3 separate regions of the Mus musculus genome follow, and all the other regions are linked to region 3. The links are chromatin contacts, called in public HiChIP or PLAC-seq maps. All regions are on one chromosome and are shown on one strand. The core of a region is the stretch at or near the end of the contact, and the rest is flanking DNA. Distances in the headings are between cores, read along the strand shown. Region 1 overlaps Rubcn (RUN domain and cysteine-rich domain containing, Beclin 1-interacting protein). Region 2 has its middle 16 kb from the start of Gm34766. Region 3 overlaps Pak2 (p21 (RAC1) activated kinase 2).

Region 1 (4,710 bases), core at 149-2,648, 760 kb before region 3:
ACTGTTGACTTAGTTCCTCAGAGTCTGAGCCAGGCCTCTCTCAGCCAGCGACCTTCTCCTTTGCTGCTGAAGCAGGAGAATGGTCTTTTCTTAGGCCTAGTCCTAACAGAGACTAAGACTGTGCCCTGAGTCACGGGAGAGAAGGGGGGTATACAACGGGCATTCTGTCTGGCCACTTAGGTATACGGGGGGGCAGGGCAGGTAGGAACAGAACCATCCTTGTTCTAGCATCTTCGGGATCTCAAAGGGCAACCATGACTTCCCTGTTTCAAATATTCCTGGCATAGGTGGGCACAAGCTGGTTTGTGTACTCTGGTGGGCTTGGATCAAAGACCAGATCCGAGTCTTAGGTCAGGCCACAAGCCTATAAGTGCGGCTACAGCTGGTGCTTAAGGGGCGGCTTTTTCAGATAGGCATCTCCTCCGGGGTGGTCAGTCTCTCAGTTAACTATCGTGAGTGCAGGTGTGCTTCATGCTCAGGCAAGTCCCTGATGCTACCTAAGGCGAGGATAGAAACCCCTCCCACCATCTGAATAGTGGGTTCCTTACTGCTCTGTACGACTATGTGGTCATTGTGGTTCCAGTACTGATATGACCCAACTCCATTCTCTGTCCCCTTCCTCCAGAGAGCTGCAGCCCTTCCTCTTGGCTGATCTCTTGCCTTAGTTTCTTTTCTCAGAGTTGGGGGAAGCCAGCCAACTAGTAGCACTAAGTAAAGCACTTGGCAGTTTGTGAATGTGTCTGTTTGCTCAGAGTAACAGGACCTTTATGCAGTTAACTAACTCTTCAGCTTTGTAATCTATGTCAAACCATCCATTTCATGGTACTAATTTTAATAGACTCTTCCCCTATCACCTAATGTGCATTTTTTGTGGGAATTGCCCTGGACTAGGCTGCACATGATGGTGGTGGTGTTTGAGTTGCTGCAGCACCGACCTCGGTAAACACTGGTCAGGGCTGCCTCTCAGAGCCTGGCAGTTCTGTGAACTTAATCCACAGCCCTCTTGTTCTGGAGCTGGCCTGTGGCTTCCTGTACTTGACCGCTAGTAAAATCATTGGTCCAGGCAGTGTCGCAAGCCGTCAAATGGAGTTGCATGTTGTTGATGGAAGCTGACAGGTAGCTGTGCTTAGAGGGAACGAGGGATCTCCCAGAGAGGCAGAAGGGGCATGACATAACAGCCAAGCTGAGCTCCAGCAGAGCAAGAGGGAGCATGCCAGGCTAGTTCCAAGGTGTGGCTCCTCTGCCTCACACTTGGGATCTGACAACTACATGGACTGGGACTGCTCTCAGTAGTCGATGAGGCAGAAAGCCGAGGCCAGAGCCAGTTCTGCAGAGCTGGTTAGAAATCCCTCCCAATTCACTTATCACTGAGTCAGACCTCAGAGACAGACTCTGACTCCAGGTCCAGTTCCTGGCTGACTTCCGTCCAGCTGCTCAGTGAAGTCACCACACTGGAGGAGACTCCACCCATGCTCCCAGTCTACAAAGGCTCAAGCAGCCTCACTGACGTCCCTGTTCCTTTCCACCTCCCCACCCCACCCCATCCCTCTAGGTCACATACCTTCTAGAGCTCCTGAGTCCGCTGTCATTACTCACCAAATACCCATGTCTGTTTATTTGAGGAGCCGGAGCAGGGGGTGTGGTGAAAGCACTTTGTCACTTACAGTATCTGAGGATCCCCTGCTACACTGATGGGAGGTGGGGATGGAGCTTAGGGAGGGGAGCAGCACTCTGTACAGAGGGGACAGCTCCAAGTGCTCTGCACTTAAGGGGCCCTTCGTCCTCTGCTGAGGGCTGGAGAGCTTTTGCCGAAGAGAAAAGGAGCAAGAGTCTAAATGAAAACGCTGTTTGTGTACAACCTGTGTTTAGAACTGGATTCTCACCTGCTGTAATTTACGCACATCCTGACAGTCCATGGTCATCTTTAATAAACTAAGGAAAATAAATCTTGCCTTTTATTTACCTGCCTTGACGACTGTGGAATGGTTTTGTGTGTTTACTGAAAAGCGACTGCATCTGAAAATTCCTGTGATTTTTGTGGACTCTCCTCCACGTGACTCTTTTGTTAGTTGTTCTATTAAGGTTATTGTTGTTGGGTTTTAAACACAGGGTCTCACCATGTATCCCAGACTGGCCTCAAACGTGGAATCCTCCTGCCTCTGCTGGGATGATAGGTCACACACCATCACACACTATACACGTGGCTCTTTAGATGTCTCTCTGTCATCTCCCACCGTGGTCTAAAACCAACATTTATCTCTGCAAACCTTACCGTTGGTGACTCGGCTCTGAAAGCTGACTTCCTGGCATAGGAAGGGGTCAGTTCACACTTCTGACATCAAGTTTGTTGATTGTCCTTTTCTTTGGCTGTATCGAATTCCATTCCTCCCACTCCTGCACAAATGCTGACTGTTCTCTCAGTTGTCTGGGGTCTCACCAGCTTCTTCCTGTTCATTCACTTTCAACAAATATTCCATTACCCACTACACACCAATGTCTGTGGTAGTCTGCGGGGCTAGAGCAGAGAGCAAAGTGGAGACAGGCCCTCCCATAAGGAAGTAAAACACCTGTGTGGCCCACAGATGTTGCACGAAATCACCAAAGTGAATGGATAGTCAGCCATCTGTGCCTGCAGGTCTTGGTTAAAAAGCTGAACATGGTGACATATAATCCTAGCACTTGGGAGGCTCAAAAAGCCAAGATATTTAGAAAAAATACAGTAAAAGCTACCACAAATTTAAGAACACACTGTAGTAGCTATTTACATTCTATTAGCTATTATGAGTTATATAGACATTTAAAATATATATGATAGAGATAAATATATGATAGGAATAAGATGTGATACGAGTAGATTCCCTACAAATATTAAGCTATTTTATATGAAAGATTTTGAGCATTGACGGGTCTCGGGAACCGTAGAACCAGCTGCCTGTAAGGGACAGCTGGCGATAATCTCCACTGATGGCTACAAAGAAAAGATAAAATGCTATTTCAAACAAATCCAGGACCAGAGAAAGGTGACATTCCTAAGAGTGGTTATGCAAGTCCTTCCCCCAGATCGGGGCTCAGGCCAAAATCTCTAAACAGGAGCTGGCCTGTGTGAGGACCGGACAAGACAAGAACAGAAAAGGACTTACAGATTCGGATTTGTTTATAGGTTTTTGTTTGTTTTTGGGGTTTTTTTTTTTTTTTTTTTGAGACTATGTTTCTCTGTGTAGCCCTGGCTGGCCTTGAATTCGGAAATCCACCTGCCTCTGCCTCCCAAGTGCTGGGATTAAAGGTGTGCGCCCCAATGCCTGGCTCTGTTTATGTCTTGTAACCCACACTGGCCTCAAAATTCTCCTGCCACAGCCCCCAGATGCTGGGATTACAAATGTGCACCCGTCACAGCTAATTACAGTTTTACATTTAAAACAGTGTTTGTGAATGCAGGCGCCTGTATAGGTCACGTGATAATTTTGGGGAATGAACCCTCCTCCTTTTTTGAGTGGGAGGTCTCTGATGTGTCTGTTGTGCTGCATACCCCAGACTAGATGGCCCTCAGGCTTCTGGGTAATTTTCCTATCATCTCAGTGTTGGAGCGCTGGGTTACAGATGATGCACACCACCACATCCAACTTTTTACATAGATTCTAGGGATCAAATGGGTTTGAAAGGTAGTTTCAGACCCAAGGACTGAACTTGGGTCATCAGTCTTTCGTAGCCATTGCTATTACCTGCTGTGTAATTTTCCCATACCTACCACCCCTTTTTAAAAGAGGTCTCACACCACTCAGGCTAATTAATATTAAACTTGCTGTATAGCTGAGAACAACTGTACTGGTCCATTTGCCTCTGCGTCTCCCAAGTGCTGGGATTACTGGAGTATGCCTCTATTTCCAGCACTTTTAGGCTTTATATTCAGAATTGGTGCGATAGACAAAACGTTTGTGTTACCCTAGATTTTATATTGAAGGCTTTATCCCAGTGAGGTCTTCAGATAAGACCTTTTGGAAGGCAAATGAGTGTCATTAGAGTCAAGCCCCATGGTGCAGCTTATAAAGGACTGCAGGAAGCCAGACAGCTCTTTCCATCCTTAGAGGGCGAAGCACAGACAACTACAAACCAGGAAGAGTGTTTATAGTCACCAAGATCCCTCAAGTTCGCCAGTGGGAAAGCCGATGAAGAGTTTTATTCAAAGTGAGTGGCTGGTCAAAATGCCAGCATCCTTTGCAGAGAAAGGGCAGAGCAGAGGGTTGAGACTCTGATAAAGCTCTGAAGAGGTTACAAGGAACTGGTCTAGTGGATTGTCACTGTCACCACCTAAGAACGTGTAAGAAAGAAGAGAGAGCCCGTCTGCTCTGCTCAGCTCTGTCTCAACGTTCTTAAGCAGAGAACAGAAGGTTGGGAACAGCATATTGAAAAGACGGGGTCACGTACAGAATCTCAGGGAAAAATCGGGCTGGTCAGGAAGGGCAGGGACTAAGGAAGCCCAGGACTCCTGATTCATAGACTTTCCCTTGAGCCTGCGGCCAGCAAGGCAGGCCACACAGTAACAGCTGAGCTGAACCCTCAACCCTGAATAACAGGAACACCCCAAAGAAAGGGAACTAATCTGAACAGTCACTCACTGTGACACTGACCATGCTACCTGTGTACTCCCGTGGCCTCCACTGTGTGCAGGTGTACTGTATCGAGTCATGGCAGAGGAGGTGGGCAACCTTTGTG
Region 2 (4,344 bases), core at 1,125-3,624, 650 kb before region 3:
CTGGGCTACACCAAGGACCGTTAGGAGAGCTGAGGTGAACTGGCTCCTGTGTTTTGATGATCTGCGTATCTGTATGGATTATGGCAACATGGCATGTCTGTTGTTGCAGGTTTGTGTGTAACTGTACTTTTGACAATTTTATTCCTTTTTCTCTGCAGCCCTACTCCACCCTCATCCCTTCTGACCCCACAACACTAGGTAGGAGAGAGAGAAGGTTAGGGGGAAAGGGGGCATTGATATTGTTAGATTAGGGGAGCTGACTTCCTTGAGGCAAGTATGATCCTCATCATCTGAAAATCTCCAACCACCAACCACCAGCAGGGCGGCAGCAGCAGCAGCAGCAGCGGCTACTGCCACAGCCTCTCGGGGCTCTGGGGTTGGTGGGGAGCTGGAGGGATGGCTCAGAGGTTAACAGTACTGGCTACTCTTGCAGAAGACCTGGACCTGGGTCTGGTTCCCAGTATCCATATGGTGCCTCACAACTATTGGTAACTCCAGTTCCAGGGGTCCAATACCCTCTCCGACCTCTTCAGGCTTCAGGCATGTACCTAGTACACAGACATAGATGCAGGGAAAATCTCTCTCTCTCTCTCTCTCTCTCTCTCTCTCTCTCTCTCTCTCTCACACACACACACACACACACACACGTTTTTTATCTAAAATTAAAGTCTGAAGGTCTGAGATGGTACAGTCAAAAAGTATTTACTGAACAAACATGAGGACCTTCCTTTGTCCCAAGCACACACGCAAAAATGTAGGCATGGAGGTACACCCTTATAATCCCAGCCCAGCACTGGAGAGGTGGGGACAGGAAGAAATTTGCGGTTCAACAGCAGGCCAGCACACTATAATCAGCCCAGATCCCAGTAAGAGACCTTGTCTCCCCAAAAGGTGTACAAGCTCCTGAGGAACGACGGAGTGGATCTCACACGGAATTGAGAAGCGCTGCTCTACAGCGCCCCCGCCAGGTTCTGTGCAATGCTGGCAGCCAGAGCCTCTTCAGCAAAGGGGACCAAGAGAAGTCCGTTCCTTCTCGGTTTTGATGATGCAAACTGTTAAAAGACCTTTTTTTCTTATACGGTCCTTATCATATATCCAGCTAGTCCCCGCCTTCCTCCCGGACGCAGCACTTCAGTTCACCCCTCCCCCAATCCACTGACCCTCTACTCCCCTCTGCAACTCCATGACTAACTTCTGACACCCAGTTCTGAGCCCCCATCCCCCCACACCCCCACACCCCGCTTTCTACTACTGCCTCTTCTCCAGATACCGTTCTAGCTACCCAATCTGTTAAAACATGAATTCCCACCCCGGGGCCACCATACCCATCCATTCTTCCCCCACCAATGAACCGCCAGCTCTGCACATCTACCCAAGGAAAGGCCCAGGCCCTCTAGCCTGGGGAGATTCTAACCGAAAGGGTGAGGGTGCCTTTCATAACTAGCTACGCTGTCTATAAGGGCTGGCGAGCACCAGCTTCCTCCATCCCCGAGAGCCTGAGACTGAGGAGCCAGCAGCCTCTGCGCCTCAGGGCACTGCCTGCCTCCAGCTCCTCATGGTCCTCCAGAGGGTACCTTGAGGCCACACAAGTCTCTGTCTCCATAGTGGTCCGCACCTGAAGGCAGCCAAAGTCTCCTGAAGGGCAATAGCTTAAGCCACCTCCTGCTTGGTGACAGAATAAAACATAACTATCCAGCTGAGGGAACGGTCACAAACTCCAGGCCAACCTCCTTCTTATCCTCATTATCTTACTTTTTCATAGTTTTAATTTTTTTTCTTTCTTCTAAAAGTTTATATTCTGTGTGTGCGTGCACATGCCTGTATGCGCACACACATACACACACATGCACACTGTGTGGGTGCACCCTCACCGTCCTCCTTATTTATGACAGTCTCTCTGTTGTTTTTCTGACATATACACCAGGCTAGCTGGCCCTCAAGCTCCTGGTAATCCCCCTGTCTCTAACCCCTGTTTTACTATAAGAGCACTGGGATTTATGTCTGTTCTTAGATTCAGGGGATCCAAACTCAGGTTCTCGGGCTTGTGCAGCAAATCCTTTGCCATCCAACCCCAGCATTGGCCATCATTGAAAGTGGACACACACACACACACACACGCACACGCACACACGTACACGCACACCCCACAAGAACTATGTATTCTCTACTATAATTAGCATTTCAGTACATTACCTTTCTCGAACTCTAAAAGCTCAGTAATGAAAATAGTACACCCCAGATCCAAAATAGGCACAGATCAGTGGAACAGAGTAAGGAGCTGAGAAATAAACTGATTTTCCACAGAGATGCTGAGAACAGGGTGCAAAGGAGAGTCTCTTCCACAAATGTGCTGAGAGCTCTGGATTGTCTTAGGCAGGAGAATGAAGGCGCCCTCTCTTCTCACACCATGTACCTCATCTCAGGGTGGATTAAAGGCTGAAATCCTAGACCTGAAGCCACAAAACTACTAGACGAAAACATGACGAGATTTCTGACATCGATCTGGGCCATGTTTTTGTTTTGTTTTGTTTTTTGTTTTTTGGTTTTTTTTTTGGGGGGGGTGGCCATGATCCCAAGAACAAAGTGAATGAAAGCGAAAGAGAACAAGAGAGATTGTACAGTCACCTAAAAACCCCTGCACAGCAAAGCAAATAGCACAGGCAAGGCATCCCTGTGCACGGAGGGAAAAGAGCTGTGGGCTCCATACCCAATAAGGCTTCTTTGCAAACACCTCTACAGACGCCAAATGACTTAATCATGAAAACAAATACCCTGATTTAAAAATAGACAGAGGATCTGGGCAGGCGTTCTCAGAGGTATGATTAGGAATAGCCAAAGGGCATTTAGAAATTGGCTCAACACCAATAATAGCCGGAGAATAAACATTAAAGCCACAGAGAATGAAGGTCTCATACACATCAGAACAGCTATTATCAACGAAAAGAAAGGTAAGCGGTGGTGAGAATGGAGAGAAAATGGAACCCTCGAGCGTGCTCAGGAGGGATGAGAATTAGCCATCCTGAAGAACGATGCAGAGATTCCTCAAGAAACTAAAATCGCAACAACCACCGGATTCAGCAATCTCATTTCAGGTGGGTGTTTATCCAAAGGATGTCAGACTGGTATGTTGAAGAGACATCTACACTCAGCGTACGCCACAGCCAAGAGATGGCAGCGACCTTGTGTCCCTTAACAGTGGACAGTTGGATAAACATACAGGGCGTGGGTACAGAAGATGAGGTGCATATGAAAAGAACATACTAATCAGCTGGACAAACATGACGTCCTGTCATCTGCTGCACCGTGGATGAACCTGGAGAATGCCGTGTTAAGTGATAAAAAGTTGCCCACAGAAAAACAAACTCACTCTTATGCAGGCTCTAAAATCATCAAATGTGTACAAGCCCACAGTCAAATGGTAGGCGCTAAAGGCTCAACTTGACCAGGTTAAGGAGGCGTTGACCAAAGGACACGAAATTTCAGTGAAATTGGAGAACTAAGTTCAAGAGAGTTGTGTGTGTGTGTATATATATATATATATATATATATATATATATATATCACAATGACCACAACATGCTTAAAGCAGCTTAGTAGCAGCATGCTATAAGTTTGAAAATTGTTAAGACAATACATTTAAATATTCTCTCTACAAAGAATTATAAAACATGAAGTAATATGCATCACAATGTAGCCATTCCGTGGTACCCATGTCTACTAAAACATTGAGTTTTTTGTGTAAGTCTAAGTGATTTTGTCAGTGACAGAATATTGCTGGATATGGTGGGACCCAACTTTAATCTCACCATCTAGGAGGCAGAGGTCGGCAAATCTCTGTGAGCTCCAGGAGAGCCAGGGATACAGTGAGACACTGTCTCAAAAAAATAAAAATTAAACAAAGTTATATCATTCCTAGGTATGTCTTCAAAGAATTCTATAACCTGCATATTCATATTCACTGATGTTTCATTCATAACAATTAGAAAACGGAAACAGCCCAGATGTCTATCAGTGGGTGCATAGATGTGGGTTAAAAGATGGCCCAGGACCGCTTGGGGCTTGGGCCGCTCGGCAAGGCAGGACAAGGGAAGTCTTGACTGCTCGTTCCCCATGGCGTCACAGGATGGGCGTTGGACTGTGAGAAGCCGAGGAACCCTGTTCCAGAGCTGCGGAAGCACAATCTAAGGTCCTGGGGGATTGCTGGATTTGCCTCGGGGGGGGGGGGGGGGCCAGGGATGGCAGGTTCTCAGACTCTTGGGCACCACAGATGCCGCTGGATGCCACAGAAGAGCTGAGAAAGGAGTGGGGACCCGCAGTCTGGCTCTAGCCCAGGGCCCAAGGGGA
Region 3 (4,240 bases), core at 517-3,016:
GAAAAGAAAAGAAAAACATTTTCAGGTTTTGTTGTCCGTGTAATACCTTGCTATGTACTTTTAGATAAAGCAAAAAAGATATGCCAGACATGGTGGTACCCATGTGATCCCAGCAATCTGTAGGCTGAGGCAGGGTGGAAAGTCCAGGCTGCACTTTCACCAATGGCCTTCCATGGCCTCTCACAGTGCCAAGCCTCAGCTGCTCTGCTCAACTCCTTCATGCCTTCAAAACCAGTACCACCTGGGTGACCCTTACACGTTACCAAGTCCAGCCAGAGCACAAGGTACAACTTTGGCTATATCTGGAACGCAGCCACTGTGCTCTCAGAAAACACTTCCCAGAAGATGTCACCTCAATGATGCTGGTCTCTTCTTAATCACCGCTAATTTCTTAGCTCCAGCTAACCAGCATCAAAAGTCCCAGTAATGCAAAGTTTTTGCTTTAGTAGTTCTGGTATCTTGTTAATCACAGCTGATTCTTCAGCCCCAGCTATGTTGGGAGCCTTTCTATCTATCCTCCCTCTGCAAATCTATAAAGTTAGTGTCTTCCCCACAGGAGTAGAGAGCTCAGAAGAGGAATAAAATACATCATATTAGGTAATGTAGTGGCAGTGTCCTAATTTGGTCAGTATGTTTAATATGCAATGCAGAAAGTTCCCATTGTAGTTATCATTGAATGTGTAAAGACAAGATGAAAGTTAGCAGTCACTACTCAGTTCTGGTCGTCTGGCAGCTCACAACAGTCTGTCTGTAACTCCAGATCCAGGCAATCTAACCCCCCACAACCCCACCCCCGCCGACTTCCACCAGCACTAGGCATGCATGGGGTGCACACACACACACACACACACACACACACACACACGTATACATATATATGCAGGCAAATATTTGTACACAGAAAATAAACCTTAAAAAGTAGCATGGTCAAGCATACCTGTAATCCTGGCACTTGGAAGATGAAGGCAGAAAGACAGAAGTTTGGGACTAGTGAGATGGCTCAGTGGGTAAGAGCACTGACTGCTCTTCCAAAGGTCCTGAGTTCAAATCCCAGCAACCACATGGTGGCTCATAACCACCCATAATGAAATCTGACACCCTCTTCTGGTGTGTCAGAAGACAGCCACAGTGTACTTATGTATAATAAGTAAATCTTTGGGCCGGAGTGAGCAGGGACTGGGCGAGTGGAGTTGACCGGAGCGAGCACGATTGACTGGAATGAGCAGATGTCCTAAATATTCAATTCCCAAAGTAGGTAGGCTCCTAATGTAGTAGGTTGAGAATTAGTGGTCTGTAATAAATGGCCCACTCACTCTATCTATTTTCAGTTTGTTTTTGGATTCACTAAAATCTTGTTTTATTTACTAGCATTTGTTTGTATACTAAATTTTTAAAACTTTTGCTTTTACATTTATTTGATTTGTATATGTATGTGTGTGGAGGTCAGAGGAAAATTTGTACATGGTGTAGCATTCCTTCCACCATGTAGTTTCTGGAGATGGAAAGAACCAGGTTGTCAGGCTTGGCAGAAAGTATCTTTGCCCATAGAGCCATCTCCCTGGCCCCATGACATAAATCTTTTGATCAGTCCCATGAACTTGTGTTTGTCTGAGTTCCTTACAAGTCTTCTCTGCGTTCCTACACCTCTCTGCATCAAGTCTTTGCTTTGGAGCTTTGCCATCTTGGCCTGATGTTCTGACTGGCATACTCTGGTGAACACTTCCTTTCCAGTGTGGGAGCCTCTGACTCAGTGTATGGCCGCACCTGCAGGTAGTCGGGGCTCGTTCTCATCTGTACTTAAGCTCACAGAGGTTCGTAAGGTTTGGGATGCCATGGTGTCAGTGTAGAAAGAGATTGTTAGAGTTCTGGTCAGTGTTGTTATATTAGTAAGTTCCTGAAAACATAAAGTAAAATTTTGCATCATGAACCATGTTTTCTGGTAATGTGTTTTTCACTTCTGTGTCATAGCTGATCCCAGTAGATAATATAAATTCATTTCCACTAGTTAGACTGACTGAGTCCAGACACCACTTCCTTATTTCTGTCGTGTATTTAGCTACTTCTGGTCTTCTTCAGAACACAATTGAGGAATTGTGTTGAGGCTCATCACAGTTAAACAATGGGCCTCTTAGAGAGTACAGTGTGTTTTGGCACACTTTTTGTTTTGCCTACTTGTTTGTTACTGAAAAGTATCAAAAAGTGAAAGGATTGGAGAGAGGCACTACTTACTTTTTTTTTTTTCATACAGCATTTTTGAGTAGTGGTAAAACAATATAGGCTATATTATCATTTTATTATGAAGTGTGTTTGACTTGGTTTGGGGACAGGATTTCATGTATCTTAGGCTGTGTTCAATTATTTTTTTTCTTAAAGATTTATTTATTTATTTATTCATTCATTCATTTTTATGAATATGAGTATACTGTACTATATATACAGTATGTATACAGACAGTATGCTGTCTTCAGACACACCAGAAGAAGCCATCAGATCCCTCTTCACAGATGGCTGTGAGCCACTGTGTGGTTGCTGGGACTTTTTGAAGAGCAATTGGTGCTCTTAACTGTTGAGCCAGCTCTCCAGCCCTGTGTTCAACTCTTCATGCATCCAAGAATGACTTTGAAGTTCTTGCCTCCAACCTCTCTGTGGTAGGATGCATGCGCCCCTTGTCTGGTTTTGTACAGTGCTAGGGACTGACTACCACTAAGCAGGCACTCTTTACCAACTAAGCCTCATCTCCAGTCCTGTGAGTTGTTTTTGTGTCTATTGTACCTGTCTAAAATATAAGGTTAAAGAATTTTATTGGGACCTTACCAGGCACTTTTTAGGCACTTAACACTGTCTGTAGGAGCAGTGCACAAAAAGCTGCGTTGTGGGAAAGAGACTAAGGCCATAAGTCAGCAGTGAGGGGCAAGTACAAGCTTTTCAAAGGTAACCCTGTTAGTGTGACCTGCTTTATCTGTGTCTAGTGAACGGCTGGGTGAGAAAAGGACTGCTACATTCAGGAGGGATAGGCTTCACTGGGGAGCAGAGCATGGTCAACATGAGTCAGTCGGCAGTCCTGTCTAAGGTATGCACAGTCCTTGCCCTTTGGGCTGAGTGAACTTGGGGGAGAAAAGTGACGTAAGTTATTGACTAATTGTCACAGTTATAATTCAGTTCCGGAAGTCATCCAGCACACTGGATTAGTATAGAGAAAAGCATGAGGAATGTTGGTTTTCTAACATATAATTTAATATCAGAATTTATGTAAGGTAGGGATCTTCTACTGCTATACTCCACGGTTTTTATAAGGCTTGGGGTCTGGTACTAGGATTAGATCTGTGTCATGTTTTAGGTAAGTCTCTTACTTCTTGATACTCGCCTGTGAAATGTGGCAGGTAATGTGTGTCAAAGTAATGCCCCAGAGCAAGTAGCGAGTGTGAAGGAAAGAAGAGCTGCGGGACTCAGAGGGAAGTAAGAATGTTCTCATCTCTCGGTTCTCAGGTTATAGCTGCTTTTCTCCAAGTCCTAGAATTTGAGCTAACTTGAAGAAATAAAGTTTATTTTAAATTTTGTGTGGATTTAGTTGGCCTCATTTTTATTGTAGATAAAAGTTTTCTCACAAAAGATCAAGATTCAATTACCATTCAATACCTTGTTTACTGAGGAGTTGTTTGATTTTCTAACATACGTACTTTTACATCAGAATTTATGTAAAGTAGGGATCTTCTACCACTGTCCTCCACAGTTTTTATAAGATGGATGAGAGCTCAGATGGTCAGGGTAGCTGTCTCCAAGCCTCATGACCTGAGTCTGATCCTCAGGACCCACACAGAAAGGAGCAAATTCACTGTTTCAAGTTGTTTGCTGACCTAACATACTCCTTCATGTGCATCCTGAATGGATGGATGGATGGATAGATGGATGGATGGATGGATGGATGATTTAAAAGCAAAAATAGGTCTGGAGAGATGGTTTGGTGGGTAAAACACGCCAAGCTAGTGTCAGGGCCTTAGTTTGGATCCCCAAAACCCATGTAAAGCCAGATATAGTAGTACATATTCCTGGTGTTCCTATAACAAGAAGAGAGAGATGGAAACAGGAGAATTCCTCAGAAACTCATGAGCCAGATAGCCTGGCATGCACAGCGGTAAATGAGACCCTGGCTCAAAACATGGAAAGCAAGGGCTTATCCATGAAGTTACCATTTGACCTCCAAATGTGTGCTTACACATTCTCAAGAAGATTAAATAACAAA

The links. HiChIP or PLAC-seq counts read pairs in DNA pulled down with a chosen protein or histone mark.
Region 1: a FOXA1 HiChIP or PLAC-seq map of pancreatic cancer cells shows a contact between it and region 3. The contact joins two enhancer-like sites. A contact is called at or near these places in 1 of 39 promoter capture datasets (pre-B cells) and 1 of 115 datasets of contacts at active chromatin or transcription factors (pancreatic cancer cells).
Region 2: an HNF4G HiChIP or PLAC-seq map of pancreatic cancer cells shows a contact between it and region 3. The contact joins two enhancer-like sites. A contact is called at or near these places in 3 of 39 promoter capture datasets (liver and pre-B cells) and 1 of 115 datasets of contacts at active chromatin or transcription factors (pancreatic cancer cells).

The regions. Positions count from the first base shown.
Region 1 is chr16:32,818,964-32,823,673 of GRCm38.p6, reverse strand. Rubcn (RUN domain and cysteine-rich domain containing, Beclin 1-interacting protein) reads left to right here. Exons shown (of 19, transcript NM_172615.4): 19 at 1-1,972. Among named protein-coding and RNA genes, the nearest start is that of Smbd1, 11 kb to the right of the region's middle. Within about 2 kb of position 1,398, at least 67 of the 459 cell types and tissues checked have an H3K27ac peak or open chromatin away from gene starts, as enhancers often do. A contact at or near this core is called in pancreatic cancer cells, where this site is marked.
Region 2 is chr16:32,712,166-32,716,509 of GRCm38.p6, reverse strand. No RefSeq gene overlaps it. Among named protein-coding and RNA genes, the nearest start is that of Gm34766, 16 kb to the right of the region's middle. Within about 2 kb of position 2,374, at least 9 of the 459 cell types and tissues checked have an H3K27ac peak or open chromatin away from gene starts, as enhancers often do. A contact at or near this core is called in pancreatic cancer cells, where this site is marked.
Region 3 is chr16:32,057,812-32,062,051 of GRCm38.p6, reverse strand. The region is part of intron 1 of Pak2 (p21 (RAC1) activated kinase 2); the gene reads left to right. Among named protein-coding and RNA genes, the nearest start is that of Gm26419, 6.0 kb to the left of the region's middle. Within about 2 kb of position 1,766, at least 104 of the 459 cell types and tissues checked have an H3K27ac peak or open chromatin away from gene starts, as enhancers often do. A contact at or near this core is called in pancreatic cancer cells, where this site is marked.